Regions from separate parts of the Mus musculus genome. Here region 2 is linked to region 1. Evidence: chromatin contacts called from public Micro-C data. All regions are on one chromosome and are shown on one strand. The core of a region is the stretch at or near the end of the contact, and the rest is flanking DNA. Distances in the headings are between cores, read along the strand shown.

Region 1 (3,263 bases), core at 327-2,826:
GGGCCTGGGGAGATGGGGAGATGGCTCAGTGGGTAAGAGCATGCTCTGTAAGCACCAGGTCTTGAGTTTGAATCCTAAGAGCCCACGTTAAAAAACAAACAAAAAGCAAACAAACAAAAAATCTTGCCTGCAACTCCATTGTGGGGTGCAGAGAGGGGTGCAGAGACAGGAGGCTTGCTAGGGCTTATGACCTCTGAAGGAGTTCCAGGTTCAGTGAGAGGCCCTGTCTTAAGAATAAGGGTGAGAAGTGCTTGCTGATAGAAGCCTGGTATGGCTCTCTCCTGAGAGGCTCTGCCAGACTGAGCTCTGGGGTCCCGGATGGAGGAGTTGGAGAAGGAACTGAAGGAGTTGAGAGGATTTGCATCTCCATGGAGGGAGCAACAGTGTCAACAGACTAGACCCCACCCCCTCCCCGGGAGCTCCTGGGGACTGCACCACCAACCAAAGAATAACACGGAGCTGCCCATGGCGCTGGCCACATATGTGGCAGAGGGTGGCCTTGTTGGATGTCAGTGGGAGGAGAGGCCCGAGGGCCTGAGAGGGTTCAATGTCCCAGTGTAGGGGAATGCCAGGGCAGGAGGATGGGAGTGGGTGAGTTGGGGAGCACCCTCATAGAGACAGGGGGAGGAGGGGAAGGATAGAGGGTTTACGATGGGGAGACCTGGAAAGAAAACATTTGAAATGTAAATAAAAAAAAATCCAAGGGGGGAAAAAAAGAATTCGGTAGAGAGGGTTCCCGCAGGGTGCTGGGATGTGAGAACACGTGTGCCATGTCTCACACAACACACCTCAGTTGTCCACTGGCTACAATCATAGGCATGTACCACCATGCAGGGTTCACGGACAGATAATGTTCTGGATAAGCGCTTCTGGGTGCTTTGTTTTGGTTTTGTTTTGTTTTGTTTTAATTTTAAACTGATGAGTGTCTGCAAGGACCATCATTACAAACTTCCGGTATAAAGACACCTGGTTGCACCTTCTCTTAGCGCTGCTGTTCTTTGACTTTTATTCATATCTTTTAATAACTATAAAAATAACTCTAGCTGGGTGTGGTGGCGCATATCTGTAATCCTAGCACCTGGGAGGCAGAACCTGGAGTGTTGGTATAAGTTAAAGCCCAGCTGGCCTACCAGTGGAAAATACAGATTTTATAAGGATGTTTAAGAGTAATTAATACAGATTCTTTGTGGTTTTAGTTTTTCATTACATTTAATGTGTGTGTATGTGTGCATGTGTGTTAGAAGGAAGAAGAGAACCTGCAGGAGTTGGATTTTCTCCACAGTGTGAGTCCCGGGATGGAGCTCAGGATTTCATTCAGTCTTGGTGACTCATCAGGCCTGCTCAGGAGGCAGAAACCACGCAGTAGACTGAGTGGGTAAATGTGTAAGTCTTATAGAGAGTGACTGTTAGTTATGAGGAAGCTCTGTGTGCTACTTAGGGCTGGGAGGAGAAAAGCCACACCTGGGGTTCACCCTCAGTTGAGGAGTGTAGTTAGCACCCTGGGTTAGAGAAGCTCATCCCGGTATCCAGGCCCAAGTGAATCTGTAACCCACAAGTAGCTGAGTAACAGTAGGGACCCAGAAGGCCCTTTAGGGCCTCCACTGTTTATAGAAGCTTTCCGTGTGCTGACATCCGCGTGCCTGAGAAGACTGCACAGCTGGCCATATGACAGGAGTGACGTCTCCTTTACTGTCTTTAGCCTAGTGACTCTGATCTTTCTCGTGGCCGTTGGGAACTACAGAGGAGCCTTTCGCTTAGCAATCTCAGCACACTCTGCTGAGAAGTCTGTTAAATGGTTGGTGTTGTAAGACCCGGCCATACTGTAGTGCATAAGTTAAAGCGTGAATTGGAAGCTAGGGTGGGTGGGGCTCCTTTCTCTTAGTTTGCTTATCATCTTTCAGTACCCTGTGACTGGTTTCCTTCCATCAGCATTTTGGGTCAACATAGTTACTTGGCGGAGCTGTCCTATGTATTGTAGTATGTAGCAGTTTTCCTGGCTTCCATCCACTAATCTCTAGGCATACAGACAAGTTTTGACAATAATGTCTCCAGACAGTTACCCAATCTCTCCTGCAGTCTTAAATCTTCCCTAGTTGAGAGTTAGTCTATTTTCTGGGTTTTTTTTCTCTCCCTCTCCCTCCTGTTGGAATCCGAGTAAATCTATGTTAATGTAGACTTGCTTTGGGGATTTGCTTTGCAGCGTCTTGAGTCAGGATCTTGGTATTCTAGCTGCCCTGGATCAAGGTAGCCACAAGCCTGTAATGATGATCCTCATGCCTTTGTCTCCAGCTCTGCTGGAGGGCTTTTTGTTTGTTTGTGACAGGGTCTCAAGTAGCCTAGGATGCCCTCAAACACACTATGTAGCCAAGGCTAGCCTTGGAATCTTGATCATCCTGCCTCTACCTCCCATGAGTTTTGATTATGGAAGTGTGCCATCATGCCCGGGAGCCACAGTAAGGGGAGCAGTTCTGTCCCCAAAAGTTTTCCTCTGACCTCACATGTGCAGTGTGGCATGTGTGCCTCTATTTATATATTCACACATGCTATCATACACAATAATAAATTAAAACAAATTAAAACTTTGAGCATTTCTCCAGAGATGTCTCCAAGTACATAAATGGCCTTGCAAGCACATGTACAGATACTCAGTTATTACAGAAATGTAAATCCCAACCACATTCCATTCCTATCTTGTACTGACTAAGAAGTCCATATAAAAAACAAAATGCAGCCGGGCAGTGGTGGTGCACGCCTTTAATCCCAGCACTTGGGAGGCAGAGGCAGGCGGATTTCTGAGTTCGAGGCCAGCCTGGTCTACAGAGTGAGTTCCAGGACAGCCAGGACTACACAGAGAAACCCTGTCTCAAAACAACAACAACAAACAAAAATGGCCAGACATGGTGGCACACACCTTTAATCCCAGCGCTTGGGAGACAGAAACAGATGGCTGTCTATGAGTTTGAAGCAAGCCAAAGCTGCATAGTGAGACTGTCTCTCAAAAAAACAAGCAGGGCAAAAATGACTAGTGCTGGTAGTGGCAAACATGGATTTCAACTCTTTGACCTTGCTTGTGGGAACGGAGAATGGTTCCACTTTTGAAAATAGTTTGGCAGTTCCTTAGAATATTTACCAAGTAACAGTTAAACGGCTTTGCCATCCGACATAGAGATTTCACTCTTGGGTCCACCAAGTGAATTGAAAACATTCATACAAAACATGTACGCTGATGTTCTTAGTAATGTGATTTACGATAGCCAAAAGTA
Region 2 (3,263 bases), core at 541-3,040, 560 kb after region 1:
CCATTTATTTTTTTTCTTTGCACAAATAATAGCTATAACTGTTCCTCTTACCTAAAACCCTTTCCTTTTTCCCTTTCACCATGAGCATGTAATGAATGATAGACAGACAGAATGATAGATGATTGATTGATTGATGAATATTGATTCATAAAGAAAACTTTGTCTAATTTCCTTCTCTCCAAACTGTCATCAATAAAAAGTAGAGTTAGAGTAAAACTGACATCAAAATATATTCTTAAGGAGTCATAAAAATAGCCAGAAAAAAATGAGAAAGACTCAACACCACTAAACATCAGAGCATCTAAATCAAGGCTATAATGAAACAGTGCCTTGCAATTGTTGAGATGGCAACTATAAAGAGTTAGCAAGCACTGATGAGAGAATGCAGATAAGAGAGCACACTGTGGGGCAGGGGTGCACATTGGCCTAGGTACTAAGGAAAACCATACATAAATCCCTCACAAAACTAGTTCCACTGTGGAATACGGAGATGAGAGCAACACCTCACCCCTGCCCCACCTCTTGATTTGTATGATTTCACAACTAAAACATAGAAACGTTTAAGTATTCACTGATGAATGAATTGGTGGAGAAACTGTGATATGCTCAAGAGGAAAGTATCCGATCTTAAACTTTTTGCCACTAAGGTTCCTCTAATCTCCAACATGTGTGAAACTGGAGTAACATTTTGCTGTGTGAAATAGGCCAGGCATAGGAAAATTAGAAGAGCATCTCACTTGTATATGAAATCGTACCACAAGTGAATGGAAAATCAATTGCACAGAAAAAGAAAGCAAAACCATGGCATGAAGTGCAGGATCCAAGATGGGACAGGAAGATGGTGGTCTAGGGGCGTGGAGCCACGCTGTGAAGGATAAGGAGGAGGAGGAGAGCTAATAATAATGTGTTCTAAACTTGAAATGTAGTAATTGTAGATTTTTTGTACTCTTACTACAAGTCCACAAAGGTGAATGTAATCTAAGAATATATTAATTGCCTTGCTTGCAGTAATCACTTCAATCCCATCTAACAGGACTTGACTTTTGAGTGACTTCCTCTTTCCCTGTTGGAATTTATTCCACATGCCATCAAAAGGCAAGAAGGCAGAAGTTCTTGACAGATAATATTGAAGGTAGCATAAGGGTGCTCTGCTCAGTGCTCTGTACACACTTTCTAATTAACTTGCAGTTTATTACATTGGAGGTTGCTTTAACCAGGTTTCACTGGGTCCTCTTTACATATAACAAACTTACTCTAACTCTGCCTTAGATGATTCTTCAGTGGGCATCTCAGTTATACATACAGTAAAGAAATACTGTACGTCTCATGTGAGTACGTGCGAGTGCATCTCAGTCAGAAGAGCCTGGAAAACCAATCCATGATTCATCCTAGAGTAATGCACTGCTTTCTAGTAAGAAATTCCTTGGAGTTGTGTCTACGATTTAATAGGAGACAACTTTTACAAGAACATTTTGCTCAACCAAAAATCCCCTTCATAACTTTCAGAAACTGAGTTTGCACAAGAGTATCTGAGTAGCGCAGACATTACTGAAAGAGAGCCAACCCCATCTGCCGTGAGTTTCCAGTTCTCCAAACGGGATAGTCAAGGCTAAGGTTGGGAGGCAACTGCTAGCAGTTGTTCCTTTCTGTTTTTCAGGGGTGGTTCATTGTCCTTGCCAGGGTTTATCACATTTTGTATCTTGGGAATTGATCGACACTAACAGAACATTTTTAATGACATTGGATTCTTCCAATGCTTTGTCTCATGACTAAGCCACAGTCTGAAATACCGTGGGCACTGTGGACCAGATTCCTAGACTGTACTGTAAGGTGCTATGAATGTTTAGGTCAGTTGTATGCCTCATCCATGCCCGTTTCTCATCTACAAAACAGAACAGTAATCCACAGACAAGTCTTCAGAGAAGGGATGTTTACCAGTCGGAAGTTCTACTGGTTTATCACAGAGTTGAATTTGAGGGAGTGAAACATTTGAAGAGTTAATTCTAGTATTTTCAGACTTTGAGCCAGGAAAAAATAATATTTATAAGCATGAGAAATTAGTTGTTAAAAGGGTCTTAGGAACACAAAAAGCAGGCTCAGCTGTCATCACAGTCATCGTTGTTGGCTTAAGGTTAAAGTAATTGCCAGCATTAGCTTTGATCCACCTATAACAACAACAACAAAACATCAAACCTTACAGCTGTGTCCAAGAACATCATTTATTTCACACCAAAGATTCTGGTGATATTTGGTGCCTCCAATAGTAAGAAATGTGGATGTTTGGGGATTTTCATGTAATTGATAGACAAAGCAGGAAACCAGACCCAAAACCAAATTCCATCTCCCTGTGTTCCAGATGTGTAGACAAAGCTCCCTCACCTGCATCTCACACCAGATATTCAAAAACTACATCTCTTGTGAATGCTGGGGCAAAAATCTTAACATTGAACACTTCATATTCAAACCCTGTGAACCACACAAGGGGGCAGAATACCTGTGATTTGCTCTAATGCATGAAACAGGCCAGGTGAGGCAGTTCAATGAGCAAAGATCTTGGCTTCACAAGCCTGACCACTGAGTTCAATTCCTGGGACCCACATAAAGGTGGGTGGATAAAACCAATTTCAAAAGTGTCCTCTGACCCCCACATATTCACACATTGTGGAACATGTGATCCCTGCCCCCAAACATATCATGTTCACACACACACACACACACACACACACACACACACACACACACACACAAGAAATGTTTAAAATAAGTAAATAAAATAAAACATGAAGTTATAGCATCATGTCTATGGACTATATTGAACTTCAATTGTGGTCCTTACATAGCAGGCAGAAAGACTGTTGCCCAAGAGGCAGATTTCATAAAGGACAACTTCCGAATTCTCCTCCTTCATAAGGCTGGGTTAGGTGCCTTTTGCTATACACCAGATGCTCCTGTGTATTTGTCCCTTCATCCATGTCTACTCTATTGCTGTATAATTTTGTACAGAAAATGTTTCCCTTTATTGAACTAGGAGGCTGGTACCATGAGCCAGCTCCCCTGCGGGCATACAAAACATAGCAGCCTTATTTATAATAGCCAGAAGCTGGGAAGAACCCAGATGCCCCTCAACAGAGGAATGGATACAGAAAATGTGGTACATTTACACAATGGAGTACTACTCAGCTATTAAAAAGAATGAATTTATGAAATTCCTAGGCAAATGGTTGGACCTAGAGGGCATCATCCTGAGTGAGGTAACCCAATCA

The links. A called contact is a pair of places that touch in the nucleus more often than the background predicts.
Region 2: a Micro-C map of embryonic fibroblasts shows a contact between it and region 1, with 3 times the contacts expected there. The contact joins two enhancer-like sites. A contact is called at or near these places in 6 of 484 Hi-C or Micro-C datasets (adipose-derived mesenchymal stem cells, bone marrow-derived macrophages, cortical neurons and 3 more) and 1 of 115 datasets of contacts at active chromatin or transcription factors (astrocytes).

The regions. Positions count from the first base shown.
Region 1 is chr10:44,315,110-44,318,372 of GRCm38.p6, forward strand. All of the region lies in intron 5 of Atg5 (autophagy related 5), which reads left to right. Among named protein-coding and RNA genes, the nearest start is that of Mir1929, 43 kb to the right of the region's middle. Within about 2 kb of position 1,577, at least 55 of the 459 cell types and tissues checked have an H3K27ac peak or open chromatin away from gene starts, as enhancers often do. A contact at or near this core is called in embryonic fibroblasts, where this site is marked.
Region 2 is chr10:44,875,816-44,879,078 of GRCm38.p6, forward strand. No RefSeq gene overlaps it. Among named protein-coding and RNA genes, the nearest start is that of Gm40638, 66 kb to the right of the region's middle. Within about 2 kb of position 1,791, at least 10 of the 459 cell types and tissues checked have an H3K27ac peak or open chromatin away from gene starts, as enhancers often do. A contact at or near this core is called in embryonic fibroblasts, where this site is marked.